2 separate regions of the Ctenopharyngodon idella genome follow, and region 1 is linked to region 2. A link is a contact called in public Hi-C data. All regions are on one chromosome and are shown on one strand. Each heading gives the region's core, a stretch centred on a gene start, on an enhancer-like site or on the middle of the called end of the contact. The rest is flanking DNA. Distances are from core to core; before and after follow the strand shown.

What was found. Hi-C and Micro-C count contacts between places; a contact is called where the count stands out from the background.
Region 1: a contact with region 2 is called in a Hi-C map of muscle, with 7 times the contacts expected there. The contact joins the promoter of LOC127525515 here to the promoter of tomm20a in region 2. A contact is called at or near these places in 2 of 2 Hi-C or Micro-C datasets (both in muscle).

What each region holds. Positions count from the first base shown.
Region 1 is chr13:26,991,914-26,998,097 of HZGC01, forward strand. It overlaps LOC127525515 (tripartite motif-containing protein 16-like), which reads left to right and starts at 1,697. Exons shown (of 6, transcript XM_051918109.1): 1 at 1,697-2,767; 2 at 5,442-5,537; 3 at 5,634-5,867. The coding sequence starts at 2,189.
Region 2 is chr13:26,804,168-26,810,991 of HZGC01, forward strand. tomm20a (translocase of outer mitochondrial membrane 20) reads left to right here and starts at 3,758. Exons shown (of 5, transcript XM_051916135.1): 1 at 3,758-3,999; 2 at 4,422-4,468; 3 at 5,696-5,777; 4 at 5,866-6,008; 5 at 6,254-6,745. The coding sequence starts at 3,876. The coding sequence ends at 6,298. LOC127525603 (small nucleolar RNA SNORA14) reads left to right here and starts at 6,048; the gene lies at 6,048-6,182.

The DNA.
Region 1 (6,184 bases), core at 447-2,946, 190 kb after region 2:
TGAATAAAAAAGGAATGCAATAATTTACAAATCTCATAAACTTATATTTTATTCACAATAGAATATAGATAACATATCAAATGTTGAAAGTGAGACATTTTGAAATGTCATGCCAAATATTGGCTCATTTTGGATTTCATGAGAGCTACACATTCCAAAAAAGTTGGGGACAGGTAGCAGTAAGAGGCCGGAAAAGTTAAATGTACATATAAGGAACAGCTGGAGGACCAATTTGCAACTTATTAGGTCAATTGGCAACATGATTGGGTATAAAAAGAGCCTCTCAGAGTGGCAGTGTCTCTCAGAAGTCAAGATGGGCAGAGGATCACCAATTCCCCCAATGCTGCGGCGAAAAATAGTGGAGCAATATCAGAAAGGAGTTTCTCAGAGAAAAACTGCAAAGAGTTTGAAGTTATCATCATCTACATTGCATAATATCATTTAAAGATTCAGAGAATCTGGAACAATCTCTGTGCATAAGGGTCAAGGCCGGAAAACCATACTGGATGCCCGTGATCTTCGGGCCCTTAGACGGCACTGCATCACATACAGGAATGCTACTGTAATGGAAATCACAACATGGGCTCAGGAATACTTCCAGAAAACATTGTTGGTGAACACAATCCACCGTGCCATTCGCCGTTGCCGGCTTAAACTGTATAGGTCAAAAAAGAAGCCATATCTAAACATGATCCAGAAGCGCAGGCGTTTTCTCTGGGCCAAGGCTCATTTAAAATGGACTGTGGCAAAGTGGAAAACTGTTCTGTGGTCAGACGAATCAAAATTTGAAGTTATTTTTGGAAAACTGGGACGCCATGTCATCCGGACTAAAGAGGACAAGGACAACCCAAGTTGTTATCAGCGCTCAGTTCAGAAGCCTGCATCTCTGATGGTATGGGGTTGCATGAGTGCGTGTGGCATGGGCAGCTTACGCATCTGGAAAGGCACCATCAATGCTGAAAGGTAAATCCAAGTTCTAGAACAACATATGCTCCCATCCAGACGTCGTCTCTTTCAGGGAAGACCTTGCATTTTCCAACATGACAATGCCAGACCACATACTGCATCAATTACAACATCATGGCTGCGTAGAAGAAGGATCCGGGTACTGAAATGGCCAGCCTGCAGTCCAGATCTTTCACCCATAGAAAACATTTGGCGCATCATAAAGAGGAAGATGCGACAAAGAAGACCTAAGACAGTTAAGCAACTAGAAGCCTGTATTAGACAAGAATGGGACAACATTCCTATTCCTAAACTTGAGCAACTTGTCTCCTCAGTCCCAAGACGTTTGCAGACTGTTATAAAAAGAAGAGGGGATGACACACAGTGGTAAACATGGCCTTGTCCCAGCTTTTTTGAGATGTGTTGATGCCATGAAATTTAAAATCAACTTATTTTTCCCTTAAAATGATACATTTTCTCAGTTTAAACATTTGATATGTCATCTATATTGTATTCTGAATAAAATATTGAAATTTGAAACTTCCACCTCATTGCATTCCTTTTTTATTCACAATTTGTACAGTGTCCCAACTTTTTTGGAATCGGGTTTGTTTATATATATATATATATATATATATATATATATATATATATATATATATATATAATGCTCTGTATATTTGTATGTATTTCAATGAAAATATTCTTTGTTATATTAGTTTCTGTGCATCTCATTGATTGAGGTCTAATCCAAAGTCCTGTCTGGGAGGTTCACAAGGTTTTATAATGGAGGAAAGAGGTTATTTGAACAGTTTCAGATTGACCATCTGCAGTTCAGCAGCGCCGCCTGCTGGTGATTATAAAAATAACAGCAGTGCTTGTGTTTGTACACTAGCTGGTAAAAGGTTCAATATGTACTCAGTAAGTGCAGTTCTAAAAATTATTGTTTGAAGCAGAATAGTTTTATATTATTACCTTCTTGAATTAACCATATAGACTTGGGACAAATATCTGGCTTGTTAAAGTATTAAAATGACACCAATGTCAGGGAGTTAAAACAGATATCTATTTATTATACTGTTTTTTTCTTACTCAGCTTCCTTATGATACTGTTAGAGATAATTAGATAATGTTACTATAAACACTGACAGCAAATCACACCATAAAACTGGGAATAAGTCACACCCTGCGGATATAAAGCTTCCAGCAGAGAGAAATAGAAACTAAACTGTTCTCATACTACATGCGTGAAATGGCAGATTCCAGTATTTCAGTGTATCAGGATCAGTTCGTCTGTCCCGTGTGTTTGGATCTCCTGAAGGATCCGGTGACCATCCCATGTGGACACAGTTACTGTATGAACTGTATTACAGGTTACTGGAATCAGGATGATCAGATGGGAATCTGCAGCTGTCCACAGTGCAGACGGATCTTCACGCCGAGGCCTGCTTTAGGTAAGAACGTGTTGATTTCTGAAATGATGGTGAAGCTGAAGAAGACACAACTCCAAACGGCTGTTCCTGGAGACGTGCAGTGTGACGTTTGCACTGGAGAGAAACACAAAGCGGTCAAGTCCTGTCTGGTGTGTCTGAACTCGTACTGTCAAACTCATTTTGAGCATCATGAGGAGTTTCACCCTGGTAAACGACACAAGGTGATCGAAGCTACTGGACGACTGCAGGAGATGATCTGCCCAAAACACGATAAGCTTCTGGAGGTTTTCTGTCGTACCGACAAGAAATGTATTTGTATTCTGTGTACGCTGGATGAACACAGAAATCATGACACCGTATCAGCTGCAGAAGAAATGACAACGTTGCAGGTATTATGATGGAATTAAACTCGTCAGTGCTACTAGGTTGGTTTGGTTACACTTTATTTCGATTGTCCACTTGAGACAATACTAACAACTTTGCAACTGCATGTCAACTAACTCTCAGAGTATTAGGCTGTTTGGGTTAGTAGAATAAGTTGACATGTAGTTGCAAAGTTATAATCAGTAAATGTCTGTCGGGGAGCATCAAAATAAAGTGTTAGCAGATATTAAGCAGTCTACTATTACTCTAATGACTGCTAGTTGACATGTAGTTACAAAGTTATTTATAGTTGGTAGAATGTCTAAAGTGGACCGTCAAAATAAAAGGTTTTGCCTAGATCTCAGTATAGGCTAAAGGATAATGTACAGTATTTTCTTTAAACAAATTAAAGTAGGTAGCATCAATCTGTCGTTTGCTGATATTAAAGTTCGTATCAAACCTACTTAGACTTACTGAACTGTAAATTTTATTTAGCCTACACCAATCATAAATGTTAATTTATACATTCAAGATCTGCCGTCATCCACACTGACATGTTCGGTTATCTTGTTAAGAACATGAAAATAATAAAATGAGAATCAATAAACTTTTTATATAGGCTATATATTTAATATAATATTAGTATTTTCAGGGCTGGATGGAGCCAGTTCAAAATGTATAGATACACGTCAAACGATTTGCAAATCAAATATAGTGGGGTTTTCTGTATCTATTTTTTGGAAATATAAAATATGTCCCCAACTAGAGTCCCCCCGAGTGAATCTTGGCCATTTCTACCACTGATTATGACTTCGAATTCAATTGCTACTCAAAACTAGCCCAATGGCGTTTCGGTGGTTAAAATCCACGTTTTTTTGGCAGGCTTCCCCTGGTAAAATTCGCATTCTAGGGGCTAAACATCATGCATAATCACGTAATTATTTTGTTATATTTGGGGGCTGTTTAACGACAATGTTTTCAACTAAAAACGTTAAACTTTTTATGTGTTTTGGCCGTTCATTTACACGACAACAGCGTTTTGGGTGCCTGAAAATGCAAACTTTTGAAAACTATATCGTTATCGTCTCCATGTAAACTAATAAAACACGAATTTGTGAAAATGTAGGCGCGTAGTGTTTCTTTACAAAGTGACATCACCAACTACTGGACTAGCATGAATAATACACCGTTTTTAATCGTTTTCACAGATCCGTGTGAAAGGGGATTGTTTTGACAACGCTGTCGCCTGTACGCGAAAAATGCAAAGGAAAAACTTTTCCGTTTTTAAGTACGCTGTTGTTGTGTAAACATAGGGGAGAGTGGGGTAAGATGAGCCATTTTTTTTACTTGTGTGGTCCTCAAGATAAGGGAAAATGAGGCAGAAGTACAATGAAAGCATTTAAAGTAATTTCAGGATGTTTCCTATCATTTTAAATGATCAGAATACATCTATGACTAAGGGCTCTAAAAATATGGCTTCTTATAAAAAAGTGTTCCTCTGGCTCAATTTACCCCAGGTTAGGGGTAAGTTGAGCCAAGTCAGTAGGTGGGTGTAAACTGACCATCTAACTGAATCTGAATCAAACCCATGTGAAATTTTACAGATGATGTACATATTTTAAAACTAATTTAATAATCAAATTTCCTTTTACAAATATTCTTTGTAAAAATATTTTACAAATATTTCTTTTTTTAAAGCTAAATTAAACAACATAAAACCAACCAAATGAAGTTGATATTTCAGTATGTTTAATTGTTTGCATTTCTGAAACAATATGTTGAACACCAAAGTTGTAACCTTCCCATTAACAGACTAAAAAGAGAGTTTGTTGAGTAAAATTAAATAAAAACTAAATAAGAATGAATAAATGTTACTGAAACTAATAAACATTTTAGTCAAAAGGTTCTTGACATGGTAGTTTTTCTGCAATGTCGTCCATGTTAGGCCATTAGAGACTACAGGTGGAAAGATATATATGATTAAACATCCTCTGGTTCGTATCAGAGAAGGATTTGGTGTACTTGTACACTATTCCTATCAAATAAACTCGAAAATAAAGATAAACCAAACCAGTTGCGTAATATTACATTGAAATGACACCAGTTTATACTTCAGATTTAACTTGAATTCATTGCCTTATGGTGGGGTAAGTTAAAACGCTGGCTCAACTTACCCCACAGCCTTTGGCTCACTTTGACCCATAGCTGCCATTTTAGGAAAAGCTAGCTAGCTTACCAATTCAGAATAATATTTAGCTAAATGACTTGCATGGTTTTATACGTTGCTTAAATTACCAATATGATTCATAAATAGTTTTAGACCTGGACAAATTTGCTTTGATGAAACAGCCATTACATCGGTTATGTTAAAATTTTACTTTGACAAGCCAAAAACAGTTTTTAAAGTAAACAAGTGACTTCCACTCCTCCCATGTGCTGCTCCTTTTCACAGTCTGGCAGAAATGATGGGTGGTTCTAAAATATATGGTCACATGACAATAAAATGGTACGGTTGCCAAGATGCAGGGGGTGGGTCAACTTACCCACTGGCTCATCTTACCCCACTCTCCCCTACCCTAAATCTCATATGAGCCTAATGTGTAAATGCATCAACGCTGAATTCATATTCATTAAGTTACGTAATTATTTAGTGATATTTTTATTTGGTTTTAAGTTTCTAACATTTTGTTTGTCTGACAGGGCAATTCAGGGGAGATGCAGAGAAGATTCCAGCAGAACATCCAGCAGAGAGAGCGAGAGCTTCAGGAGCTGAGAGAGGCTGTGGAGTCTCATAAGGTGAGTTTGGAGACGACGAGCAGCTGCTGACAGTTTGGGACTCAGTTTGAGACTCTCTTCCAGTGCTTTCTGACTGATCAGTGTGTTTCCTAACAGCGATCTGCACAGGCAGCAGTGGAGGACAGTGAGAGGATCTTCACTGAGCTCATTCACTCTATTGAGAGAAGCCGATCTGAGCTGACGCAGATGATCAGAGATCACGAAAGAGCTTCAGTGAGTCGACTGGAACAACTCCTGGAGCGACTGAAGCAGGAGATTGCTGATCTGAGGACAGGAGAGGCTGAGCTGGAGAAGCTTTCACACACAGACAATCACATCACTTTCCTCCAGGTAACAACATCTAATGGAGCTTGAGCTGCTTGACAGTCATGCTCACTATGAACTTTAAGGATTAAAAAATTCTTCATTTATCACAGGGGTGTCCAATTCTGCTCCTGGAGAGTCCTGCAGAGTTTAGCTTCAACCCCAATCAAACACATCTGAGCCAGCTAATCAAGATCTTACTAGGCTAAGGCTGTGTCCGAAATCACCCCCTATACCCTTAAATAGGGCACTATTTGAGGGGACAGCCATTTTTAGTGGTGTCCAAAACCATTGTGGACGATATTGAGTGCACTCATTCAAACCCATAATGCACCACAATAACG
Region 2 (6,824 bases), core at 2,508-5,007:
GAGAAAGGAAAGGTCACGCGTGACCTTTCCAACGTGATTACGTAATGTGTGGCGCATCACAGAGCAGTGCAAGATGAGCATTTGTGGTTAAAAAGTATATACAATTTTTTGTTTTTTAGAAAATGTCCGATGGTTTCTCTAGATAAGACCCTTATTCCTCGTCTGGGATCGTGTAGAGCTCTTTGAAACTGACATTTGGACCTTCAACCTGTTGGTCCCCATTGAAGTCCACTATATGGAGAAAAATCCTGAAATGTTTTCCTCAAAAACCTTAAAGTGATAGTTCACCCAAAAATGAAAATTCTGTCATCATTTACTCTTTCTCAAGTTGTTCCAACCCTGTATGAATTTATTTCTTCTGCTGAAGAATATGGATAACCAAACAGTTGATGGACCCCATTAACTTCCATAGTAGGAAAAAAATACTATAGAAGTCAATGGGGTCCATCAACTGTTTGGTTACCAAAATGTCTTCTTTTGTGTTCAGCAGAAGAAATAAATTCATACAGGTTTGGAACAACTTGAGAATGAGGAAATGATGACAAAATTTTCATTTTTGGGTGAACTATCGCTTTAATTTCTTTTCAACTGAAGAAGGAAGGACATGAACATCATGGATGACGTGGGTGTGAGTAAATCTGAATTTAAATTCTGAAGTGAACTAATCCTTTAAAGCGATAAAATGAAAATAAAAATGAAAGTCCGTTCATGTCGTTCCAAACTCATTTGATGTTATTTTCCTGTGCAACACAAAAGCAGACGCTTCTTTTTCATACAACAGCAGTTCATCTCCAAAAGCACCAATAATAGTCGTCCATATGACATTAATTTCAGTCTTGTTCCACACACAGATCTATATGATTCAGAAGCACATTTGTCATGTGATGCACGGGAAAATAACCTGAGGATGAGTGAATGTTCATTTCTGGGTGAAGTATAAGGAGAACCAAGGAACATCATCATTTGACTTCATCTGTAGTCTGATCATCATCACTGACTCGGTTTAAAGGTGGCGCGTCGCTCTCTTTACTTCTCAAAACATTTGTGCTTTCATCCTGCATCCTTCATCTGACCAGGCAAAGGGTTACGACGGTGAAGACGTGCGTTTATACCGAGAAGTCATGTGTGTGTGTGTACAATGCTGAAGACATCTTTCCTTTGTATAGACTCCCTGTTGTATCATAACCTGAAGGACTGTACCGTTTAGCACTTGTATGTAATTGTATGCCTTTGTTATACATTTGTATATTGAGAAGTGTGTTTTGAGTCGAGCTATTTAATATCTTGCACTGTTAATACCATGTACGTTTTCTGTACAGTTTTACTGTTTTAACTGTAGCGTCTGTGTGCGTTCGGAAGGTAAAAGCATGTCCATTTTCTTTTTCGTTCTTTCACTTCGGTAGGAGTTTGTTACGATTCAGTTTCTCACTTTTCCGTTTCCTTCTTGTCTGTGCGTTTCTGTTCAACTGTGCTTGTACTTGGCTTTTTTTTTTTTTTATAATGTGGTATTTTCCAATCTGTACATGAAATGTAAAGTTTTATGGATCTTTACAAAAATGTTCAGACTGTTTGTAACGCGAGAAAGAGAGAGAAAGTGACAAAGCTTAACGGAAAGTTCTATCATATTTATTAAGCTCATCAGAAGATGGACAGTGTGTAATTTATTGTACAAATGTAAGCAGAAAAGCCTTTGAAATAAATGCCATAGTTTGTGACCTCTAATGTCCACTTGACTGTGTATCACAGATGATTGATGCTAAATGCAATTTTGGACAAACACAACTGTTGGGTTTAAACATTTTATGGGTTTGTCCATATTTGGTTGAAACAACCCAGCATTTTTTTAGTGTTTCGGCCACGAAATAAAAAAGGTAAAAGAGGCTCATCTCACAATTGTGAGGAAAAAAAAGTACAGTAATTGCGAATACAGTTATAAACTCGGATTTGTGAGGAATAAGTCAGAACTACTGGTTTATATATTGCAATTCTGACTTTTTTTTCCTCAAAATTCTGAGTTTATAGCAAAAGAGTCACAATTATCTTTTTTATTCTGTGGTGGAAACAAGTTTCCATAGTATTTTTGCCTGTTTGTGATGTAAAATATCTTCTGAAGAATATCCATTTATATATTTATAAAGGGTATATACGTATTTTTACACCCTACACACACACACATATACAGTGCTCAGTGTAAATGAGTACACCCCCTTTGAAAAGTAACATTTTAAACAATATCTCAATGAACACAAACAATTTCCAAAATGTTTAATATAACATCTGTTTAACTTATAACATGAAAGAAAGTAAGGTTAATAATATAACTTAGAGAACAACATTTTCAGTTTTACTCAAATTAGGGTGATGCAAAAATGAGTACACCCCACTGAAAGTCTCTGGAGCAAAGCTAAATTTTAGACTACAAATGTCTAATTTAACAAGGATTCAACCACAGGTGAGTCTAATTATTCATCACACAGGTGTCCAGCAGACAGTTGACTATAAAAGGGTGTTAAAACCCCTTCCCATTTCATGCTGTCAGCAATGGCACCACATGGAAGAGAAATGAAAATAATTTCTTTACACCAGAAAGGTGAAGGCTACAAGAAGATCAGCAAAGCTTTACTTATCAGTCAGAATACTGTAGCAAAAGTGGTACAAAAATTTAAAAAAAGGAACTGCTGCATCTCACAGAGACGTCCGGGTCGTCCACGGAAGTTAACACCTCGACAGGAGCGTCTTCTGAGGAGAAGGGTTGAAGAAAATCGGCATGCAAGTTCACTGCAGTTATCTAAAGAAGTAGAAAGACAAACTGGGGTGACTATTTCCCGTGACACAATACGGCGTACACTGCAGAGGAATGGCGTGCATGGGTGCCGTCCACGAAAGAAGCCTCTCCTAAAGCCCAGGCACAAAAAAGCCCGTCTAGAGTTTGCCAGGGCCCATGCTGACAAAGATGAAGACTACTGGGACTCTATACTCTGGAGTGATGAGACCAAGATAAATGTTTTTGGAACTGATGGCTTCAAAACTGTATGTCGTCACAAAGGTGAGGAACACAAAGAAAAATGCCTACAGTGAAACATGGTGTTGACAGTGTCCTCATGTGGGGCTGCATTTCATTGATGGCATCATGAATTCACAGATGTACTGCTCTATACTGAAAGAGAAGCTGCTACCATCACTCCGTGCCCTTGGTCGTCGTGCACTTTTCCAACAAGACAATGATCCTAAACACATTTCTGAAGAAGAACAGGGTGAAAGTGATTCAGTGGCTCCTGATCTGAACCCAATCGAACCCAACTCTTTAGTTCATAGGTTCTTCGATTAAAAAAAACAAAACAAGCTATAGCCGAGAGTCTTATGAAGACTGAATTATTACACTAATAAGAAGCATTAAATAATGTAGTAATGTTGTTACTGATGCTAGTAGTTAAATTTAAAGGGTTACTGACAAAATGCTTTTATATACAATTCCAGTCTATATTAGTTAAAAAAGTTCTATAAATATGATTTTTGTAAATAAATGTGGTCACTGTGGTGAATGTTTTTTTATTTTATTCGGATATTAACATTATACATGCACTTTCGTTCAAATGCAAATATTAAACAAACTGAAAAAGCACTGTCTATGCTTTTTTTATTAGTATACTTGCATTTATGAATTTGAAATCAGGTGAAGTAAATTAATAAAATAAACGTTTATTTATCCTCTTTATAATATTCAACGAAGCCACAAAGTGCATATTAATCTTTCAGGCGTTTGCAGCGAACACCTCCACAGTGATTCCGTCACTCAGAGGGGTCCTTCCGCCGCTCTCTGTGAGCACGTGCACCAGGAGCAGTAGCTGCAGAAGCTGTCCGTTAACGGCGCCGCGATGATAGGCGGCAAACCGAGCGCGATCGCCGCAGGCGTCTGTGGCGCGCTCTTCATCGGGTACTGTATCTATTTCGACAGAAAACGACGCAGCGATCCGAACTTCAAAACCAAACTGCGTGAACGTGAGTCACGAGATCGACGAGACTAGTTAACACTAGAACGCTGTTTGCGTAAAACTGGTTAGTTTTACTTTTTATGCAGTAAGCTGGTGTTTAGACTATAGCACCATGTCTTGATCTTAAATAGCAGGTCAGTCACGTTCAGATAATGGACTTATTTTGACCCACGATGCACTTAGTAATGCTTCATTGAGTCGGTTCCTTTGAATGACTCGTATGAACGCTTCACCTGTGAGTCATAAAGTGATTCCATGCTGTCCGATCTGTTTAAACATTGAATGGCGTTACCAAGAGTAAATATCGCCTTTTGTAAGTGTAGTTACAGATGAGGAAGAGTCGTATAATAATTATATACTGAATACAACTTAATACAGTTATATGTAAAAATCTGTAGTTTCATGTGCTGTTTTCTTCTTTTTTTTTAGGGAGGAAGAAGCAAAGAACCGCTCAAGATAAATCTGGACTCGCTCAAGTAAGTCAAAAATCTGATCCCATTTAGATGTTTATGAGGGTGAATCCTGTCGTTCCTCTAGAGCAGGAGTTTTCAGTCGGTTTTTAAATGCCTCGGACCCCAAATTTTGATCATCCATGTGTGAGGGACCACATCCTAACATTTATAAGACAAATATTATTTGTCTTGTAAATGTTATAATGTCTTATAAAAATATATATATATATATATATATATATATATATATATATATATATATCATTATTATTTTTTCTATAACTATAATAGTTATGTATGCATGTTATTTTAGGTTTCTATTTAAACCGTCTTTATTTATTGTAATCAATTTATTTAGATTTTATTTTTTATTTTTTTATTATTTAAATCATTAAAAAAAAGTTTTATTCGATTTTTATTTTAATAATCTTTTTCATTTATTTTAATAACTTTTTCAATTTAATCTTTCCACTTAATCTTTTTTTTTTTTTTTTAATCAAATTTTGTAGTTAGGTCTTAATTTATTATTTTTCTCTGAGTTTTTCAGTGGACCTCTTTACTATAATAGTTATGTATGCATGTTATTTATTATTTAAATCATTTTTATTATTGTAGGATTCTATTTTAACTGTCTTATTTATTGCAATCCAATTTAGTTCTTATTTTTTATTAATTTATTCAGATCTTTTTAATTTATTTTAATCAATTATTTTATTAGATTTATTATTTTTTACATTTTTTTTTATTTTATTTTAGGTTTTTATTTTAACCGTCTTTATTGTAATCCAATTTAGTTAGATCTTATTTTTATTACCTTTTTTTTAAATTCATTTTTATTTATTCAGATTATTTTTTAATTTATTTTAATCAATTTTTATTTTAATTTTCATTTATTTAATTTTTTTTTATTCAATTAATTTTTTTCATTTAATCTTTTATTTAATCAAATTTTGTAGTTAGGTATTAATTAATTTATTATTGCATTTTTTTATTTTATTTTTAATTTATTTTAATCTTATTTAATTATTTTAATTTATCATATTTTTTTCATTCAATTCTTTTTTTTTTTTATTTTTTTATGTATTTAATCAAATTTTGTAGTTAGGTCTTATTTATTATTTATTTTTTTCTCTCTCACTCTACATTTTTCCATGGACCCCCATACTCAGAGTCGCAGACCCCAGTTTGAAAACGCTTTATGAAGGTGAAAGTTTGGTCATATGCATGAGATTGTCCATCTTTATCTTTCAGCTGCCAGATCTTAAAGATGCCGCAGCCGTGCAGAAGTTTTTCCTGGATGAGATTCAGCTGGGCGAGGAGCTGCTGGCTCAGGGTGAGGCGTCCGTCTCAGTATCATCTGTACTGGGTTTCTAAATACACTGCCTGCCATGAAGTACTAAATGCCCAAATGTTTTCCTCAGGAGACTACGAGAAGGGTGTGGATCACCTGACCAACGCCATCGCTGTGTGCGGCCAACCACAGCAGCTCCTGCAGGTGCTACAGCAGACGTTACCGCAGCCTGTCTTCCAGATGCTGCTCACCAAACTACCGTCGATCAGCCAGGTGAGCGCGACACGTCTCTGCACTCAGGTGTGCCGTCCTGTGCATTCTTTAAAAACCCCCCACAAGCTGCCTGTCGCTTTTTGGGACAAGAAAGAATGCGAGAGAAAAACCAAGAACTATCCAAAGCTAAATGTCTGTGCAGTGACTCTTAGCTATTTCACCTCTTGAACATTCAAATATCTGTCATTGACATTTATGCGACACATGCTGTGAGTAGAGCTGACCTTGTGTTAACCTTTTCACAGCGGATAGTAAGTTCTCAGAGTCTGGAGGAAGATGATGTCGAGTGAAACGTGACATTCCTTTCTGTGTGACGAACCAGCAACGGACCTTCTGATCTTCATCTCTCTCGTCTTTTGTTTTTCCTGTTGCACATCTGTCCTGACCACTGCACTCACTGTGTGTTCCTGGTGTTTGCATTGACATTGTTCATATAAAATGGATGTATTTTTATTCTAAACATGATCTACCGTAATCACGTATTTGAATGCAAATGAAAACGTCAGGTTAAGAATATACTATTTTAATTACAAGCTAAGTTCATAAGCACTCAGTTCCTTTAACGTGTCATTTAGATATTTCTTATGTTTAGTGGTTGATCATATATTAAGGATGAATCTATTTGCAATGTTAATCAGATGTTTTTGTTTATGAATGTTGTTTTTTGGCATATTTGTATGCACTGAACTTTAAATAATAGATTCTTCTTTGTATTCATTAAATAATTTAATCAAGAATGTCTTTTCGCTCACGTTATTTATGCATTTATTCTTGTGTGTTTGCTGTATTTCTGATGCACATTCACTCCAATGCTGC